Linked DNA regions of Bicyclus anynana: region 1 is linked to region 2. A link is a contact called in public Hi-C data. All regions are on one chromosome and are shown on one strand. Each heading gives the region's core, a stretch centred on a gene start, on an enhancer-like site or on the middle of the called end of the contact. The rest is flanking DNA. Distances are from core to core; before and after follow the strand shown. Region 1 overlaps LOC112053793 (clustered mitochondria protein homolog). Region 2 holds the start of LOC112053793 (clustered mitochondria protein homolog).

Region 1 (5,130 bases), core at 882-3,381, 40 kb after region 2:
TTGATGTTTCATTGTTGTAATCGTTTTCGTCGTGTAAAGAGCTCCCTAAAAATACCGGTTTGTGTTGTTGAATGGCATAAAAAATTATGCCATTCAACAACACAAACCGGTATTTAACCGTAATGGAGTAACGTTTCGTTTGTAAGTACTTCTACCGTAATTTTATCAAATTTGTAATAAAAACAATTTGTAAAAAGAATCGAATCTTTTGACGGAACAGCAAAAAATCGATCAAGTAATCGAATATTCTATGTATATATTCATAATATAAAAAAAGTCCATAGTCTAAATAGTCAAAGGTACTTACAGTTACGATATATTAGTGCTTGACTGCGATCTACTTGATGTTAAGACAGATTATAGTATGTTTCGTAGTAAAGAAATTAGTTTTAAAAGTGTTGCAAAGTTTAAAAAGTGTAGTGTAAAAAAATAATAGTTAAATATTAAAAATTGATTTAATAGTCGGTTTACGGAAAATAATTTAACGTTATGTGATAACGTCATAAGTAAATATTGATGAAAATTCGCATATTTTTATAAATTGAATGGAATTATTTCATTTAATACAAAGAATGTGTTAATTCAAAATTACAATTTTTCTATAAATTACGTCACAAGGGAAACGCTTAGGTCTTTGTGCCTCTCTATCGCTTGCTCTGCGGTTTAGCTTGAGTTAGAGGTAGCTAGGTAGAGGCGTGACACTTTCGTGCGTGCAGCCGGCATTCATCGATTTTTAAGACGTTATCATCTCAAAAAATGCAATGTGAAATGCTCAGACCAATTATAGAAGGACCTGTATCGCACGATTGTCACGAACAAAATTGTCCGTCATTTTCTGAGGAAAACGAGCTTAGTTTTTGTATATATCTTATACTAAACTAGAAGTTTTTGCCCGTTTTTTACACAATTCAATTACACAAAAACTCTCTCACTCTTTAACCGCCGAACACAAACAAATATTAAACATTGATTCTATAGAGACAGTTTTTATAATCGCATTAGATCGTTGATCATATACTTTGACAGAAAGTGACGTCTAGCGAGGCAGGTCCTATACAATAATTGGTCTGAGATGAGAGTTGATACTGTAGTCCGGTGCACTTGGTTGTATGATACTTGAAGAATATGAACTTCAGTGGGGCGCTCATATAGAAAAACTGTCTGGAAAACTTAGCTCAGCTGCATTTGCAGTGAGAAAAATAAGACAGTTTACTGATGTTGATACAGCTAGACTTGTTTATTTTGCGTACTTTCACAGCGTAATGTCTTACGGTATTTTGTTGTGGGGCAAGGCTGCTGATATACATTCTATATTTGTACTTCAAAAAAGAGCAATTCGAGCAATATATCAACTAAAATCACGCGAGTCCCTTCGGCAAAAGTTTAAAGAAATAGGCAATTTAACAGTAGCCTGTAACATAACAGTAAAGTTTATGTAACACAAAATATTACATAACATAACAGTAACATAACAGTATAGTTTATGTAAGACAAAATATTACATAACATAACAGTAAAATAACAGTATAGTTTATGTAAGACAAAATATTAATTTGTACAAACGAAAAAGAGATTTAAACCCACGTCTTACTAGACACGGGCATAAGTTAGTTATTTCTGCATATCGTCTCCAAAAAGTAAAAAAATCTTTTGTGGGTTTGGGTGTACTCTTATGGACTGCTGGACTTGCCAATGCACAACTTTAAGCAATGTGTTAAAAAACATTCACTTAGTCGGTTACTACACTATTGATGAGTTCCTTAACGATAAAGGTGCTTGGAGGCCATTGGATCAGCTTCCACCTTCACACAGGAAATAAAACTATAAGAAATTGTAATTTAATTGTTATCAAATGTAAATTGTAATACTGTATGACTTTTTCAAAAGAGCAACTGTTGAGTTTCTTGCCGGTATCTTCTCAGCAGAACCTGCCTTCCGAACCGGTGGTAGAATCTTTACAAATAGTCAACTGACGTGTCAAAAGTGCTTGTAAACTGAGCCTACTTGAAATAAATGAATTTTGAATTTGAATTTGAATTTTGAACTGTATCTGTTAGGTGCGCGAATGTCTCGAGCACACGTCGGCGCCGATGGACGGCGCGGGGCTGACGGAGGCTCTGCACGCGCGCGGCATCAACGTGCGCTACCTGGGCCGCGTGTGCGCCGCGCTGCGCCCGCACGCCAGCCTCTCCTACCTGCACAGCATCGCTGTCGCCGAGCTGCTGCTGCGCGCCGCCAAGCACGTCTACACCGCCTATCTGCAGGTACACCCGTCACTTTAAATAAATATAAATATACTTAAACAATACACATCACTATCGCATTATCTCTACTTTGTTACTGTATTATCTCTACTTTTGTTTGATTAATATCATTATTTTATTGAAGTAAAACTTCCTTACGCTTGATTTGACTAATTTGGCACATCCAGCGCTACTGAAAGTACATGTACCATCTACAGGCATAGCAAAAAGTGTTTATTATTTGACGGCCTCCGTGGCGCAGTGGTAAGCGCGGTGGATTTATAAAACGGAGGTCCTGGGTTCGATCCCCGGCTGGACCGATTGAGGTTTTCTTAATTGGTCCAGGTCTGACTGGTGGGAGGATTCGGCCGTCAAGTTACCACCCTACCGACAAAGTCGTACCGCCAAGCGATTTAGCGTTCCGGTACGATGTCGTGTAGAAACCGAAAGGGGTGTGAATTTTCATCCTCCTCCTAACAAGTTAGCCCGCTTCCATCTTAGATTGCATCATCACTTACCAAGAGCTAACTTGTAAAGGATAAAAAAAAAAAAACTACCGGTAGATGGCGTTCTTACAGAACTTTGAAACAAACCCTTTTTATACACTTCAAGAGCCTTTTGCGATGCAGTTATGCCTGAGTCTCATAGATGGCGCTTTGTTTTTATTTTTAAAGAAGTTTACAGTTTACTCGTATTGTTATCACGGACATGCATGGTGTTTATGCAGGGTTGCGAGGCCATGTGCACGAGCGCGGCGGTGTCACACTTCCTGAACTGCTTGCTGGGCGCGGTGGCGGCGCCGGCGCCGGGTGCGGCGGAGGCACCCGCGCGCGCTCCCCGCTCGCGAGGCCGACGCGCCAAGAAGACGCACCACGCGTCGCCTGCCTCGCCGCCGCCCTCTCCCGACTGGCAGAACGTGACGCCGCGCTCGCTTTTCGCGCAGATCAAACAGGAACTCAAGGTCTTTAAATATTTTTTTTTTAAAGAGTATTTGCCATATCTTTTTAAACATGACTAATATTCCCATTCCCCTCCAACGTCGGGAAAAACTGTATTAGGAGTGGGTACGACAATAGACCAACGGGGCGGGGATCGAACCACCTCGGTGATGAGTCCAACCGTTTGTCCAAAGTTTTTACCGTTGAGCTATTAAGGCTATAAACTATGTGCACTTGTTCTACTTGTACATACCAACAAAAATGCATTTTTGATTATAAATAATCTAATATGAGGCAATTAATTTGAAAATTGAATTAAATAACGAGAAAGGTAGTGTAACGTGACGTTGCTACCAACAACAGTGATTGTACAATTATTTTTTGGTAGAGGAAACACTTCGAGCAGGTCCCAGGACTTGTGACCTTGGGAGTAGGTTTAGGGGATCCCTTTAGAATGTATTAATACTCACCTTCCCTGCCCGACATGTTCTGCATGCCCACACTAAACAATTTATGATAAACAATAATTACAACACAAAACATTATTGCACAAAATCACTAACACGAATGGCAGCGTAACAGTGTCTACCTGCCTAACAAACAACTGAACCCAAGTCATCAAATATAACACTGATCCTCCTCTCTACATTAACATAAATAATTAATGTTAATACCACCTGTAATCGAGTAACTTGTGACAGTAGGTCATGAAATACTTGTTGTTTACAAGCCTACTAGAAATCAATGTAATTCAAAAAATATTATATTTTTTAAATGCTGCACCTGTAGCAAGATATTGTTCATAGTTTAACTTCTGTTTATTAATATATTTCAGGCCTATTGGGGATATGATCTAAATGCTGAAAGCATGGATGTAGTCATTGAAAAACACAATCTACAAAAAATATCATTGCTTAGGTAAGTTTAATTACCCTGGCTGACCTGACAAACGTTATTCAATTATATTGAAAATCAGGGTGAAGGGGAAGTCATTGAAATGAACTTATTTGAAATTTATTTGAAATTAGTGTGCAAGTATGATAATGTGTTGACATTTTTTCAGGTCATTTTCACTTAAAGTTGGCTTGCAAGTGCTTCTGCGAGAGTATGACTTTGACAATAAGAACAAGACTGCCTTCTCATCCACAGACATTATGAACATTTTCCCAGTTGTCAAACATATCAATCCACGGGTAAGACAATTACTGTAATACAATATAATATTTTTGTCTGTCCGTTTTCTTACTAGGTTCCAACTTTCAAATACAGAAGAATGATGTGTATATTTGCTTACGTATCTACGATGAATTTACAAGACTGAGCTTTGAGGTTTCTTTAATCGGTTTTGGTATGCCTACTGGAAGGCTTCAGCCAACCTACGGGCAATGATGTACCACCAAGCCATTTAGGGTTATGCGTATAACGGGATGTGGATTTTTATCCTCCTCCTATCAACTGTCAGTTGAGATTGTAGTCAAGGGCTAATTTGTAACGAATAAAAAATAATAATATTAATGAACTGAAATTAGACAAAGAAAGTAATAGAGCCTTATTAGCATCCTTTGCATTGCATTGCATGACTCTGTAAAGAAACGACACACGGTGATTAGTTATTTGGTGATATGTGACAGCAGAAATTATTAGGCTAACACAAGGCTAGGCCGATCTCATGGAGGGGATCTGTTTAGACACATCACACTACTCAAAAGCGGGTTGGCCGCAAAAATGTACATAAACAAAACTTTTCCCAGGCATCAGACGCGTACAACTTCTATACGACGGGCCAGAACAAAATCCAAGCGGGCGCAGTGTCGGAGGGCCACGAACTGATAGCGGAGGCGTTGAACCTCCTCAACAACGTGTACGGCGCCATGCACGGCGAGATAGCGCAGTGTCTGCGCATGGTGGCGCGCCTGTGCTACGTCACGGGGGAGCACAGGGACGCCATG
Region 2 (4,675 bases), core at 2,020-4,519:
TTAACGCTTTTTGGTTGTTTGTCATTAGAATGCAAGTCAGACAATGGTGTATTAATTTTAATAGGAAGATGGACAATGTAGATACTAGAAAGAAAGGAAAGGAAATGGAAGATATGCTTAAAAATAAAGTAAGTTAAGGTGCTAGCTATAGATCTACACACCACCAAAGTCAGTAATTTTTTCATACCGTATGTTTATATTCATATTTTCTTAACTTGGAATTTAAATTAAAGATTATTTTTCATGCTATTTATCAGTCTTTCAAATTTCCATTTTGAATTCTTTTGTAAGAGTAAGTTATTAGGTATTTGTATTCTATTATTATATATTTTTTTTTGTTAGACTATTATTATAGATTTTTGTTTGTTAAGAGCTAACTCAAAAACTTACACTACTGATTTTAGAAATCCACTCTTTACTAGAAAGCTACATCTGTAACATATACAGGGTGCTCGGGAGTATTTCCCATAACTTCAAGGTGTCGACGAGTCCACATAAAGAAACCGAACTGCATAACTAATATTTTTTTTAACTAATAAATAAAATCTTTTTATGTCTTCATACATTAAAATACGTAAAACTTGGCTACGTCATAATTATAAATATGTATTAATGTATTATGTACGTCATTATATAAATTTATTATTATGTATTAATTTTCGTTAAAGAGTAGTAACCCCAGAGTTATAGGAAATACTGCCAAGCACCCATTATAATCAAAACTACTATTCCGGTAAAACCATGGTCAAGTCTGCTAGTAATATACATATAATTAAGTATAAGTCCTAACAAATCTGCCTCCTGTGATATCCTGTCCTTTTTGTACTTTTAATTAGAAATCTTGCTCTTTGTATTACATTCTAATGTATATTGTAAAAAAATTGCTAAATTTGTAAAAAAAATGTTTAATACTGAAACAATGTGGGATTTTCACAATATTGTACGTGCTTTGTGTTTTTATTGTTTTTAAAACTATAATTTTGCAAAACTCACAATCTTTGTTTTGTATGACAATAAATTACATAATTTTTAGGTAACCTTACTTACACTTACTTATTTTTATTATAATGGTCTCTGATCCGGCATTAGAAATATATACCCTCATATGTTTTTAGTGATGATAAATAATATTTACAGAGACACATTATAAAGAGGTTGCCTATTATACTTAAGTTAAAATGATTGTTTTATAATTAATAATTTACAAGGTTATGAGTTAAGGTTACAACAATATTATGTTGATTCTGTTACACTGTTCTGTCTCAAATTTATTTGTTTATTGAATCCTCATAATGTTATAGAAAAACAATATGTAAGTGATTTTCCAACAGCCTAAAATTTGTATGTACACAATATTTGTAATTTTGGGGATTGTGAATGATAATTACAATTGTAAATAATGTTTTTTTTTTAAAGAGCAACCACTGAGTTTCTTGCCGGCTCTTAGTAGAATCTGCCTTCCGAACCGGTGGTAGTCACTACACAATTAACAGACAATAACAAAATAAATAGATTTAAATACATTAAAGGCTTTTCTTTTCCTTAAAATCTAACAAGTAAATATAAATTTAGGTGCACTAGTAGTGTAAGAGAAAACCGGAAATTTCTAAAATCGGTACATTAAAAAATCTTCAACAAGTGTGTGTGTCAGCACTAATTTCTCTAATTACGATTTTTGCACATCCCTAATTTTACTACGATTTATATGCATGTGTTGAATTAGAAAGAGATGGGACTTTCCCCCCACATTTAATTTTTTCCCAAGTGTAAAAGAGAGGTCCGAGAAATTTATGAATGACATTTTTATACACACATACAAAATTTCTAACCAGCACAAAGCTTTGTTCTGAGTCAGAGGTCTGCTTCATTTGTGGTCTGTGGTTCAAACCAAAGATTACAATGTATTATTGGATTCAAACATCAAACCACAGATTTCTTAGATACATAGTTACGGTGTCAAAAGATAATACATCAAACGAATCTATTATCTATGTATCTAAAAAACGAATCATAAAGTCCTATACAAATGCACAGAGCCACAGATTGATGTAATAGTTTCGTCTTCGACCATTAATATCAGGACCTGCCTCGCTGGCCCTTAACCCTCTGACAAAGATCAAAAATCAATGATCTAACGCGTTTATAAAAATTGTTGCTATAGAATCGATGTTCCATTGTTGTAATCATTTTCGTCGTGTAAATAACTCCCTAAAAATACCGGTTTGTGTAGTTGAATAGCATAAAAACGGCCAAAAACTTGTAGTTTAGTAAAAGATGGAGTAACGTTACATTTGTAAGTATTTCAAACATAATTTTATCAAATTTGTAATAAAAACAATTTCTTAAAAGAATCGATTCTTTGGAAGGCATAGCAAAAAATCGATCAAATAATCGAACATTCTATGTATTCTTTGGATAATCTAAGCGATGTGTTGGTGAGCCTGTGTAAAATTACGCGTGTGTGTATTGCGAGTCAAATATATAGTTGTTGTAGTGTATGGACACAGAATACATTTAATGGTGTTAAATGTTTTCGATGTGTGAGTTTACCTCGTCCCCCCTCAAAAAACGACAGACGATTTTGTTGGTGAATTCGGGTGCGAAACAGGTCCATAGTCTAAATAATCAAAGTACTTAATATTTTATTGACTGGAACTTTGACACCTAATAATTATGTATCTAAGGACTGGAAACTTGTACTGACTCTTAAATCTATGGACTGGAATATTGGAAGTGTCAGTGACTAACAACTAAACTAACCCAAAAGATTTGCTACATGAAGTGTCAAAATTAAATCGGATACATTGGATTTTAATCAATACTTTGAGTACCAGCTTAGACCTCAGACAAATTATCTAACTCCTCTATGTTGGCAGCCCTGGTTCAATGATGGTTAACTTTCTCTGTCAACGGCGAACATAGCAAAGCTCTGGAGTCTGGACGTACTGTGAAGGTTTGAATCTGTCAAAATCATAACAAACTTAGGTATAAAAAACAAGAACTCAGAGCCGTAAAACCAGTTTAAAAAAAACTAACCACAGAGTGACTAACAAAATTATAAATATGACCTCTATTGAAAATAGGTGTAAATTGTACATTGCTGGTTATATATCATTATTATGTTCAAGAACTGTAACTAAACAGTAATGTACAAACAATATTGTAAAAATCCAATACTATACAAACTTATGGTAGGAATTTGCTATCCAATAAAATTCCGTTGTCTTGTAAAATGAAAAAGTCAATACGCATTTCGCTATTCTCATATTTAGTCGGCCTATAGGCGAACTTCAACCTGCGCTCTAGAGTCTAAATTGGCTGTAGGAAATTGAACTCTATTCGTACCGCATGTGCTCTTTCAGCTGAGTGTGGGCCGTGCTTGTCGCGGTCAGTTGGTGCCGGATTAATTCCTCGTGTTGTTATGGCTCTCGGTAGTGAAGTGAATGATGATAATGCTACGAAACAAACTTCACAAAAAGTGAAAAAATGCCCTGTAACCAGCGCCCTAAACGAAAAAAGTGCTAGCGAGAATGTTAACAAAGGTAAGGTTTTCAATGGTCATGCCCTCAGTTATGTAACATTGAGTATGTAATGCACATTAAATAAAGAAAACGCATCATTTTGTTTAAATTATCATCAATTGCAAACCAGTCATGTGACATAAAACATGTGATCGAATTTTTACATTTGTCAAAAACATTTATCACTTGCGTTTTACGCATATTTCCACTTCTAGTTGGAATTTAGTCGTCAATTTCGATTGTTGTAATTTCCTTAATATAAATTAAACTAATATGGTTAATAGCTATAAAGATTTTTTCCTCATTGTGCGATACCACATGGTCTGAAACATCTTTCCATATTACACAACACACATAATTATTACATAGTGTGTTATTCTGTTCTTATAATATTTGAGTGCCTAATACCTTGGTTAATAAGTATTTATGTATATGAGCTTCTTATAATATGTAATAATTAATGACTACTCATAATGGCAAACAGTATTTAACTAATCAGTAGTATAATTTAATAGTGGCTCTAAAATGGTTTGTATGTTTGATGATTATAGCTGGTTCCAAGTTTAGGTCTGATTTTAACATGATTAAGTTACTGGTAGATAAGAAAATAATATTGTCACTTGTAAAATATTATTCATATATGAATAAGTTTTTCAACTGATTTTGTTAATACATTTGTTGAAGTAGGTCATGTGTTCTGATAAGCAGTAATAAATCAATTTAATCAATCTTAGAAAACTAATATTTGCTTTGAATGATTTACTATCATATTGTGTTATTATGAGATGTAAAACTTACTTTTTTATAGGCATTCATCAAATCCTGTAAACTTTATTATGAAGAAAAAGTTGTTCTTTCTTCTTTTAGTAGCATTATTTTTTATATTTAAATTACCTGGAAATGTTGTTCTGCTTAATAAATTTGGTTCATAAAAATCCTGATTTTAAAAATAGGGAGTAAGTGTACAAGGGTAATAAATACTAAATGTATAAAAATATCATTTTAGAGGAATGTAACCACATACAATTTAATTTACCTATTGAAAAAGTTACCCACTATAAGGCCTAGTTCGGACTAGGAACTTTAGTGTTCTAGTCAAGTACGAACAATTTTAGTAAGTAGCCTATAACATATGTGGTAATTTTAGTGTAGAA

Evidence for each region. A called contact is a pair of places that touch in the nucleus more often than the background predicts.
Region 1: a contact with region 2 is called in a Hi-C map of whole body, with 2.4 times the contacts expected there. The contact joins the enhancer-like site here to the promoter of LOC112053793 in region 2. A contact is called at or near these places in 2 of 2 Hi-C or Micro-C datasets (whole body and whole larva).

Annotation. Positions count from the first base shown.
Region 1 is chr14:9,195,245-9,200,374 of ilBicAnyn1.1, forward strand. LOC112053793 (clustered mitochondria protein homolog) reads left to right here. Exons shown (of 24, transcript XM_052885647.1): 16 at 2,058-2,264; 17 at 2,971-3,204; 18 at 4,017-4,099; 19 at 4,245-4,374; 20 at 4,933-5,130. Among protein-coding and RNA genes, the nearest start is that of LOC112053792, 17 kb to the right of the region's middle. Within about 2 kb of position 2,132, at least 2 of the 8 cell types and tissues checked have open chromatin away from gene starts, as enhancers often do.
Region 2 is chr14:9,153,953-9,158,627 of ilBicAnyn1.1, forward strand. It overlaps LOC112053793 (clustered mitochondria protein homolog), which reads left to right and starts at 3,270. Exons shown (of 24, transcript XM_052885647.1): 1 at 3,270-3,542. The coding sequence starts at 3,422. LOC128198766 (a long non-coding RNA gene) reads left to right here. Exons shown (of 2, transcript XR_008251469.1): 2 at 1-1,528.